Linked DNA regions of Macaca mulatta: region 1 is linked to region 2. Evidence: chromatin contacts called from public Hi-C data. All regions are on one chromosome and are shown on one strand. The core of a region is the stretch at or near the end of the contact, and the rest is flanking DNA. Distances in the headings are between cores, read along the strand shown. Region 1 holds the start of ING4 (inhibitor of growth family member 4). Region 2 holds the start of LOC144329387 (lysophosphatidic acid receptor 5).

What was found. A called contact is a pair of places that touch in the nucleus more often than the background predicts.
Region 1: a contact with region 2 is called in a Hi-C map of fetal cortical plate, with 1.8 times the contacts expected there. The contact joins the promoter of ING4 here to the promoter of LOC144329387 in region 2. A contact is called at or near these places in 3 of 14 Hi-C or Micro-C datasets (fetal cortex germinal zone, fetal cortical plate and liver).

What each region holds. Positions count from the first base shown.
Region 1 is chr11:7,618,164-7,622,921 of T2T-MMU8v2.0, forward strand. It overlaps ING4 (inhibitor of growth family member 4), which reads right to left and starts at 1,780. Exons shown (of 7, transcript XM_077953446.1): 1 at 1,726-1,780. The coding sequence starts at 1,762. LOC144332749 (a long non-coding RNA gene) reads left to right here and starts at 3,106. Exons shown (of 2, transcript XR_013400810.1): 1 at 3,106-3,492.
Region 2 is chr11:7,571,822-7,577,094 of T2T-MMU8v2.0, forward strand. LOC144329387 (lysophosphatidic acid receptor 5) reads right to left here and starts at 2,815. Exons shown (of 1, transcript XM_077953430.1): 1 at 1,544-2,815. The coding sequence starts at 2,815. The coding sequence ends at 1,697.

The sequences.
Region 1 (4,758 bases), core at 530-3,029, 45 kb after region 2:
CGCCACCTCGCCCGGCTAGTTTTTTGTATTTTTTAGTAGAGACGGGGTTTCACCGTGTTAGCCAGGATGGTCTCGATCTCCTGACCTTGTGATCCGCCCGTCTCAGCCTCCCAAAGTGCTGGGATTACAGGCTTGAGCCACCGCGCCCGGCAGTCCTTTCATATTTAACTCCTAAATACTTCCATAACTCCCTAAAATCAGGTTCTTATCTCTGTCCTGGAATGTTATCACTAATTGATCTCTGTTATCAGTGATAGCATGCTTCAATTTACCATATATTAGTCATTTTCGTTTATAAAAATCACATTGTACTTTAAAATGCAAACTTCTTAGTTTGGCTTAAAAGACTGTCCAATCTAGCCTCAGCTTCTTTCTCCAGTCTCGTTTCTCAATTTCTTACCTTAGAGTCATAAATATTAAATACGCTGACCTCTGAGTCATAAATATCAAACACCCTTGACTTTGCCACAAACCTATCACAGTACCTTTGCAGACACTTTCCCCAACCTAGAATTCCCTTTTTCTCTCCTCACTGGCAAACAACCTTCAAGACCCTATTCAAACGTCACCTCCTCTGTAAAGCTTTTCCTACATCGCCAGGTAATTACCCCCCTTTTCTGCAGTGTTGCCTACCAAATGTCCTTTTTAATGGATTTCCATTATTTCACTTGTCACAGTGTTTTACAATTACTTGCAGAATCTGTTTCCTTCTAGATCGAGAGTTTCTTGAGGGCAGGGGCCTTGTCTTACCCATTTTTCTATCCCTAGTGCCTGCCATTATGTCTGACCCATAGTAGGAACTCAATAAATATTTGTTGAATAAATGACTCCGGGCCCTAAAACAAATGTAAGCGCATAGGGCGACAGGCTTTGTGCAGGGGTGGTTTACATAAATGGCATAACACCAGATTTTCATTTGATGGGAATTAGATCTTTACTCCATGAAGAGAAGCGTTCCAGCTCATCATCTGACAGTGGTCACTCACCACCACCACTCTCACCACCACCACTCTCAACCCCACCACTCTCACCACCACCACTCTCACCACCACCACTCTCAATCCCACCACTCTCAACCCCACCACTCTCACCACCACCACTCTCACCACCACCACTCTCACCACCACCACTCTCAACCCCACCCTCACCACCACCACTCTCACCACCACCACTCTCACCACCACCACTCTCAACCCCACCACTCTCACCACCACCACTCTCAACCCCACCACTCTCAACCCCACCACTCTCACCACCACCACTCTCACCACCACCACTCTCACCACCACCACTCTCACCACCACCACTCTCAACCCCACGAGAAGCCACTTCTGAGGAAGAATGGGGTGGAGGAGGGGTCTTCACCGCTGCTCCAAATGACAGTGGGTGATAACGATTCTGAACGACTATAGGAAAAAAATCTACCCAGAGGCTGGAGACGCTGGAGAATGGGGGCAGCAATTATCTTCCCGGCCGTGCACACTAGCCCTTCAAGACACGTCCCTAACCCCCACACCGCAGCCCCTCCCTCCTCTACCCCCAACAGCGGGGCCTCGATCCTGCTGCCCCGCCCCCTCTTTCTCCGCACCCTCCAATATTTCCTGCCACAGAACCCCCTCACAATTGTAACCTTCTCGTCATTGAGACTTAAGGGCTACAGATCCTCTCATCCCTGATCCCCGCACCACTCTACAGCCCCGACCCCCACCTCCAGCCTGCTCTTACTGTCCAGATAATGTTCCAAATACATCCCCGCAGCCATCTCGAAGCAAAACAAAGCAACTTCCGATCCGCCCCGGAAGTGACTATAACGCGACAGGGTCCGAAGCCATTTTGGGGCTAAAGCCTTTCCGCCCTTAAAAGGAGAACTTCCGCCCTTACTATGTTACCGCCGGTACACATCCGCCCGACGCTCTAACTTTTCCTTTTGCATGGTAGCCACGACCGCCCATAGTGAGGCAGCTGTAGCCCGCTTCCGCCCTTACAGAGACCCCAGGACGCGACCGAGACAGGTATGACGTCACTGAAGATCGCCATTTTGCATTATCGGGCAAACTTTTTTCCCTCCAAAACGGGAATGTATAGCAATCGGTGCAGGGGTAACTGTTCACTTTAGGCTTATATTGCGTAAACATCCCTTCTCAGCGACTGGAAGATACAGCTTTTTTTCCCTCTTTGCAGAATATGACTTTTTTCAAGCCAGTTAGTTTCTTAAGGAAGTTGGGGAAGAGTATCAAGCCTTGAGAGATTTAAACCCTTTGCATTTCTTTTCACTCACACAAACACCATCTCCCCCAGCATTATTTTTTAAGCTTGAGAAGGATTATCAACTTTCTACTTATAAATACAAATAATGACAATAATGCTATAATTCTGCACATCTTTTGTCGACCTCCTGTACTTTATACTCGAATACTTTCACATATAAAATATTACTTCTTTTTTTTTTTTTTTTTTTTTTTGAGACGGAGTCTCGCTCTGTCGCCCAGGCTGGAGTGCAGTGGCCGGATCTCAGCTCACTGCAAGCTCCGCCTCCCGGGTTTACGCCATTCTCCTGCCTCAGCCTCCCGAGTAGCTGGGACTACAGGCGCCCGCCACCTCGCCCGGCTAGTTTTTTTGTATTTTTAGTAGAGACGGGGTTTCACCGTGTTAGCCAGGATGGTCTTGATCTCCTGACCTCGTGATCCGCCCATCTGGGCCTCCCAAAGTGCTGGGATTACAGGCTTGAGCCACCGCGCCCGGCCAAAATATTACTTCTGACGTTGCCCTCTTGCTACTTTTTTTTTTTGAGACAGAATTTTCACTCTTGTTGCCCAGGCTGGAGTGCAATAGCGTGATCATGGAGCCATCTCTCCACAACCTCCACCTCCCAGGTTCAAGTGATTCTCCTGCCTCAGCCTCCCGTGTAGCTGGGATTACAGGCATGCACCATCACGCCTGGCTAATTTTGTATTTTTAGTAGAGACGGGGTTTCTCCATGTTGGTCAGGCTGGTCTTGAAATCCCGACCTCAGGCGATCTGCCCTCCTCAGCCTCTCAAAGTGCTGGGATTACAGGCGTGATTCACAGTGCCTGGCACCTCTTGCTACTCTCTAAGGGGGAAACCTCATGTTTTTGTTTTCCTTTTGTTTATATGTGATGTTAGCATCATAATTCTGAAGGGGTCGAGTGATGCAGCACTATCACTACAGGGCTAGTTGGCTAGCTAGTTGCCAGCCATCACTCTAGTTAGCTATGGTAGAGTGATTTCTATGGTTTCCATCAGAATGGAAAGCAGTCAAGGGTATGAGAGGCTGCCAACACACTAGGCAAATAGAACTCAAAGGCCATAACCTAATAGTGGTGTTAGTAAGATAGCATCTTAGAGATAGCTGCCACCCCTCACGCCTTTCATACCCTCACACATCCTTCATAAGAATTATCAATGTCTTATGTCAAGTTTTTTTTTTTTTTTTTTTTTGAGACGGAGTCTCGCTCTGTCGCCCAGGCTGGAGTGCAGTGGCCGGATCTCAGCTCACTGCAAGCTCCGCCTCCCGGGTTCACGCCATTCTCCTGCCTCAGCCTCCCGAGTAGCTGGGACTACAGGCGCCCACCACCTCGCCCGGCTAGTTTTTTGTATTTTTTTAGTAGAGACGGGGTTTCACCGTGTTAGCCAGGATGGTCTCGATCTCCCGACCTCGTGATCCCCCCGTCTCGGCCTCCCAAAGTGCTGGGATTACAGGCTTGAGCCACCGCGCCCGGCCTATGTCAAGTTTTTAATGAGACAGACTTTCAGCTATATAATTTCTACCAAATACATGAAGAGGAGGAACTTCCAACCCGGGGCGGAATGGAAGTTGCTTTGTTTTGCTTTGAGATGGCTGCAGGGATGTATTTGAAACATTATCTGGACAGTAATAGCAGGCTAGAGAAAGGGGTCAGGGGCTGTAGAGTGGTGGGGGTATCAGGGCTGAGAGGATCTGTAGTCCGTAAACCCCAGGTTTACTAGTGTGCAGGTAGTAAAATACAGCAATAGAATCCAGGAAATTTTGCTCTCATTATAAGAGTCATGCTTTTCGGTAAGTAATTTAATCTCTGTGCCTGTTTTACTATACAGTGAGAATACTACCTACCTCATAGGGTTGTTGCAATAAGTTTTAATACTGGTGAAGTTAGGGCCATTAGAGCCTTTTCAAGAGCTGTTGAGAGTGGGAGGAAAAGCAAGTAAATATCCAGGGAGCTAAGAAACACTGGCATATTTGGTCATATGTGATACATTCACTGGTATTACACAACATATTGATAGACCACCTTAGGTGCCCACACAGGATATCTAGCACTAAATTAAGTGTACTTTATTTATCCCAGCCCAACTAGGTAACAAGTACTATTGGCCAGCAGTCCCAGAGAACCACCAGTTCTCGGGATGTGGGAGCTTGGTCACAACTTTCACTTTTTCAGTGCTTAAAGCAAGGTTTTCTTCTCTTTTTTTTTTTTCCAGACAGAATCTCACTCTGTGGCCCGGCCTGGAGTGCAGTGGTGCGATCCCAGATCACTGCAACCTCTGCCTCCCAGGTTCAAGTGATTCTTCTGCCTCAGCCTGTAGCTGGGACTACAGGCGTGTGCCACCACACCTGGCTAATATTTGTATTTTTATTTTTTTGAGACAGTCTCACTCTGTCGCCCAGGCTGGAGTGCAGTGGCATGATCTTGGCTCACTGCAACCTCTGCCTCCTGGGTTCAAAAGATCCTCCTGCTTCAGCCTGAGTAGCTGAGATTG
Region 2 (5,273 bases), core at 1,565-4,064:
CACTACTAAAAATACAAAAAATTAGCTGGGTTTGGTGGTGTGCACCTGTAATCCCAGTTACTTGGGAGGCTGAGGCAGGAGAATTGCATGAACCCAAGAGGCGAAGGTTGCAGTGAACCGAGATCACACCATTGCACTCCAGCCCAGGCCACAGTGTTAGACCCCATCTCAAAAAAAAAAAAAAAGGAAGGAATAGTAGATGGCCCATTTCCCTTGCTTCCAGCGTGCTGAGAATGGACAGCCTATTCCTGTCCTTCCATCTCACTCTTAACTTCCCCATAAACTCTTCTTTCCTGGCTATGGCACAGTTCTCTTAGTTCCCTTTTTCCTCCCCCAGAGAAGCCCCATTCCCTCCCCCTCAGCATATGACTAGTTCCACCCCGTCTCCATCCCTGCCCCAGGGCTGCTGCTCTGATATGCCCAGGGTAGTGTTCCATTGTATGTACTACTCCTAGGGCCGCAGGAAAACCCCAAGACATGAAGACTATCAGAATTGATTAATTTATTTAGCACTGCCCTCTCCCCACAATAATAGAAAGCACTGTACATAATGCCCTGGGAAGAAGTTAGACATGAACTCTAATACTTCAGGACAAGTGTGGTTCTCAAAGTGTGATCCAGGGACCAACCCTTTGAGGGAGTCCACGAGGTCAAACTATTTTCATAATACTGCTACACAGATATTATTTGTCCCTTTCACTCTCATTCTCTCACAAGTATACTGTAGAGTTTTCCAGAGGTTTCATGAAGTGTGTGTGGTGACATTATTGCTCTCGTGGCTAACAGAATGTGTGCATGTGTATTTATTTTTAAAATGTATTTGCTTTAATGTCTAGTATGGTAAGTAACAAAAGATAAGCAAAGCTGTTTGAGATCCTCAGTTTCCAAGAGTGGCATCTGAGACCAAAAAGTTTGAGAACCAATGCTTTAGTAGAAAGAATTTTCTCCTTACTCTGGACAAAGCAGAGAGAGAGAGAGAGAATATTAAGGATCTAAAACGGAGGAGGCCTGGAAAAGGGGGAGTGATGGAAGAAAGGATAACCTAAAAAGGGTTTGGACTTGGATTTTGGCGAGAAGGAAACTCTAAGCCAGTTTTGCCTTGCCCCAACTATCCTATGCTGGGTGCAGGTCTAAATTGTCACAAGTCACTGTGCGAGAAAGAACCTAGTTCTGTCTACATGGAACTCTTGTATTAGGTCTCAATGGTGAGCAGGGGAAGCCTAGGCCGAAATGAAAGTGGGTGGCATCCATGACAGAAGTCAGCAGATGAACAGGCATCTCAGTAGCATGGTCCACCAAACCTGGGGCTCTTCAGCTCTCAGGCCCCTGTGGCGGTTTAAATCCAGAATGCTCATTTTCTGTTCCATCTAACCAGCTTTTAGCAGTTTAATTCCCCGCCCACCCAAAGGCATTTCGTCCCCTTCTGCCCTCTGCACGGGTGGGCTCTCTGCATCACTTCCCACCACTGGAGACGGGGGTCCTCTGCGTGCTCACAGTTTAAAGAAGCCATTTCCAGCATCAATGCCTTCCTCGGCCCCCGGCTTCCACACTTTGTACTCTTCTGCGTTGCTAAGCTGGAGTTGCCACCCAAAGACCCAAGTGCCCAGCCCACCTTCTTGTGTGCACACCCTGCAAGCCTCCCAGAACGAGAGGCGTTGGGAGTCGGGCACGGACGGCGCTGTGGCATGGTGTGCCTTCAGAGGGCGGAATCCTGGGGACTCTGTGTGAAGGAAGACAGAGGGTAGGAGTTGGAGGGTCGAAGCAGCCCCTGACTGGCGGCATCCGGCCTGGTGGCGTCCGTGGTGACGGTGGACCTTTCGGATTGCGCGAGCGCCGCCTGCGTCCCGTTGGTGGCCAAGGTCCTGACCCGGTGCGGAGTGCCCAGGCCGCGCAGGGTGTTGCGGAAGCCCTCGGCGCTGAAGTAGTACACCAGCGGGTCCAGCACGCAGTTGGCGCCGGCCAGCAGCACCATCACCATCAGTACCCCGCGCACGCGATCGCGGGCAGGCACGCTGGCCGCCACCAGCTTGCTTCGCTGCAGCCCGTAGACCGCCAGCGTGGCGTTGTAGGGCACGAAGCACAGCAGGAAGATGACGAGGTTGGCCAGCAGGAGGCGCACCGTCTTCAGCCGCCGCTGGCTCCGCGTGGCGTCGGGGCGCCCCAGCGTCCAGAAGACTCGGCCGGACGAGTAGACCACCGCCGCCAGAGGCAGCAGGAAGCCCAGAGCCTCGGCCAGCACCACGAGGGGCAGCAGCCTGCCCTTCCACAGCTCGTCGCTGAAACTCTCGAAGCATAGGCGCACCTCGAGGTCCCGGTAGCGGCAGCGCGAGGGCCTGTGCACGCGGGCGGCGGGCACGGCAAACACCAGGATGAACGCCCACACGCCCAGGCAGAGCAGCCGCGCCACGCGGGGCCGTCGCAGGTGGCGCAGTCGCAGCGGGTGCACAATGGCAGCGTAGCGGTCCACGTTGATGAGCATCAGGAAGATGCAACTGCCGTACATGTTCATCTGGAAGATGGCGCCCGCCGTCTGGCACAGGAGGTCGGGGAAGGGCCAGTGGTGCAGTGCGTAGTAGGAGAGACGAAGGGGCAGCGAGAGGGAGAAGAGCAGGTCGCTGGCCGCTAGGTTACACATGTACACGCTCACCACCGAGTGCACGCGCAGCGCGCGCAGAAAGACCCAGAGGGCCAGCGCGTTGAGTGGGAGCCCGGCAGCCAGCACCAAGCTGTAGACCACCAAGTGCAGGCGGTGGGTAGGTCGGTAGTCAGGACACGGGAGAACAGAACTGTTGGTTGAGGAGCTGTTGGCCAACATTGTGCCAAAGTGGGAATGGGAGCTAGGCTGGGGATGCCATGGGGCACACCAGAGTCATGGCATGGCCTTCACCTCCGGGGCTGGGGCCTGGAGGCTGTACAGACATGGTCCCGAAACAAGCAGAGGGAGGGTATGGGAATGTGGGCTATGGCTGCAGGGACAGATGGCTGCCAAGGGTTGGGTGCGTTTGGTCACATTTTCGTCAGCAGCAGAGACCTGAAATAGGAAGGCAAGCCAGAAGTTACACAGAGACAGGGCTACACTGGCAGGCCTTCTGAATCTTTTCTCAGCCTCAAGTCTGCCATTGGGCCAGAATAGGTTCCTACAGCAGGACTATATAGTACAGTGTTGAACGCCCAGTCTTGAAGGCAGGGACTCGGATGCCTAGGTTTAACTCTTGGTTTTGCTAACTTACCTAGTTGTGTGACTTCAGAAAAATTAATCTGGGCTGGGTGCAGTGGCCTACACCTGTAATCCTGGCACTTTGGGAGGCCAAGGCAGATCAATCGCTTGAACCTAGGGGTTGGGGACCAGCCTGGGCAACATGGCAAAACCCCGTCTCTACAAAAAAAAATACAGGGCCAGGTGCAGTGGCTCACACCTGTAATCCCAGCACTTTGGGAGGCCGAGGCGGGTGGATCACCTGAGGTCAGGAGTTTGAGACCAACCTGTCCAATATGGTGAAACCCCCATCTCTACTAAAAGTACCAAAATGATTCCTGGGTGTGGTGGTGCTCACCTGTAATCCCAGCTACTCGGGAGGCTGAGATAGGAGAATCGCTTGAAACTGGGAGGCAGAGGTTGCAGTGAGCTGAGACTGTGCCGTTGTACTCCAGCCTGGACAACAGAAGTGAAGCTCTGTCTCAAAAAATAAAAATAGCCGCGCTTGGTGGCTCACATCTGTAATTCCAGCACTTTGGGAGGCAGAGGCAGGTGTACCACCTGAGGTCAGGAGTTCGAGACCAGCCTGGCCAACATGGTGAAACCCTATCTCTACTAAAAAAATACGAAAAATTAGTCTGTTGTAGTGGCGGGCACCTGTAGTCCCAGCTACTCAGGAGACTGAGACAGAAGAATTGCTTGAACCCGAGGGGTGGAGGTTGCAGTGAGCCAAGATCGTGCCATTGCACTCCAGCCTGGGCAACAAGAGCGAAACTCCGTCTCAAAAATAAATAAATAAAATTAAAAATAAAATAAATAAAAAATAAAAATAAGGCTGGGCGCAGTGGCTCATACCTGTAATCCCAGCACTTTGGGAGGCTGAGGTGGGCGGATCACCTGAGGTCAAGAGTTCGAGACCATCCTGGCCAATATGGCAAAATCCTGTCTCTACTAAAAAACACAAAAATTAGCCGGGTGTGGTGGCAGGCGCCTGTAATCCCTGCTACTTGGGAGGCTGAGGCAGGGAGAATCACTTGAACCCAGAAGGCGGAGGTTGCAGTGAGCCGAGATCACACCATTGCACTCTAGCCTGGGTGACAAAGCAAGACTGTCTCAAAAAAAATAAAATAAAAAATATTAAAAAATTAAAAAATTAGCCGGGCACGGTGGCACATGTCCATAGTCCCAGCTACTTGTGAGGCTGAAGTGAGAGAATCACTTGACTCCAGGGAGGTGGAGGATGCAGTGCAGTGAGCGTCAAGTACACCATTGCACGCCGGCGTAGTAGCTCACGCCTGTAATCCAGTACTTTGGGAGACTGAGGCGGGCAGATCACCTGAGGTCAGGAGTTCAAGATTAGCCTGGCCAACACGGCAAAACGCTGTCTATATTAAAAATACAAAAATTAGCCAGATGAGGTGGCATGTGCCTGTAGTCCCAGCTACTCAGGAGACTGAGGCAGGAGAATCACTTGAACCCAGGAGGTGGAGGCTGCAGTGAGCTGACATTGTACCACTGCCCTCGAACCTGGGTGACAAAATGAGACTCTATCTCAAAAAAAAAAGAAGAGGCCGGGCGCGGTGGCTCACGCCTGTAATCCCAGCACTTTGGAAGGCCGAGGCGGGCGGATCACAAGGTCAGGAGATCGAGACCATGGTGAAACCCCGTCTCTACTAAAAATAGAAAAAAATTAGCAGGGCGCAGTGGCGGGCGCCTGTAGTCCCAGCTACTCGGGAGGCTGAGGCCAGAGAATGGCGTGAACCCGGGAGGCGGAGCTTGCAGTGAGCCGAGATTGCGCCACTGCTCTCCAGCCTGGGTGACAGAGCGAGACTCCGTCTAAAATAAAAATAAAAAAAAAAAAGAAGAAAGGGGGCCGCACGGTAGCTTATGCCTGTGATCTCAGCACTTTGGGAGACTGATGTGGGTGGATTACTTGAGGCCAGGAGTTCAAGACCAACCTGGCCAATATGACAAAATCTTGCCTCTACTAAAAATACGAAGATTAGCCAGGTGTGGTGGCGTGCACTTGTAATCCCAGCTACTCGGGAGGCTAAGGCATGAGAATTGCTTGAATCTG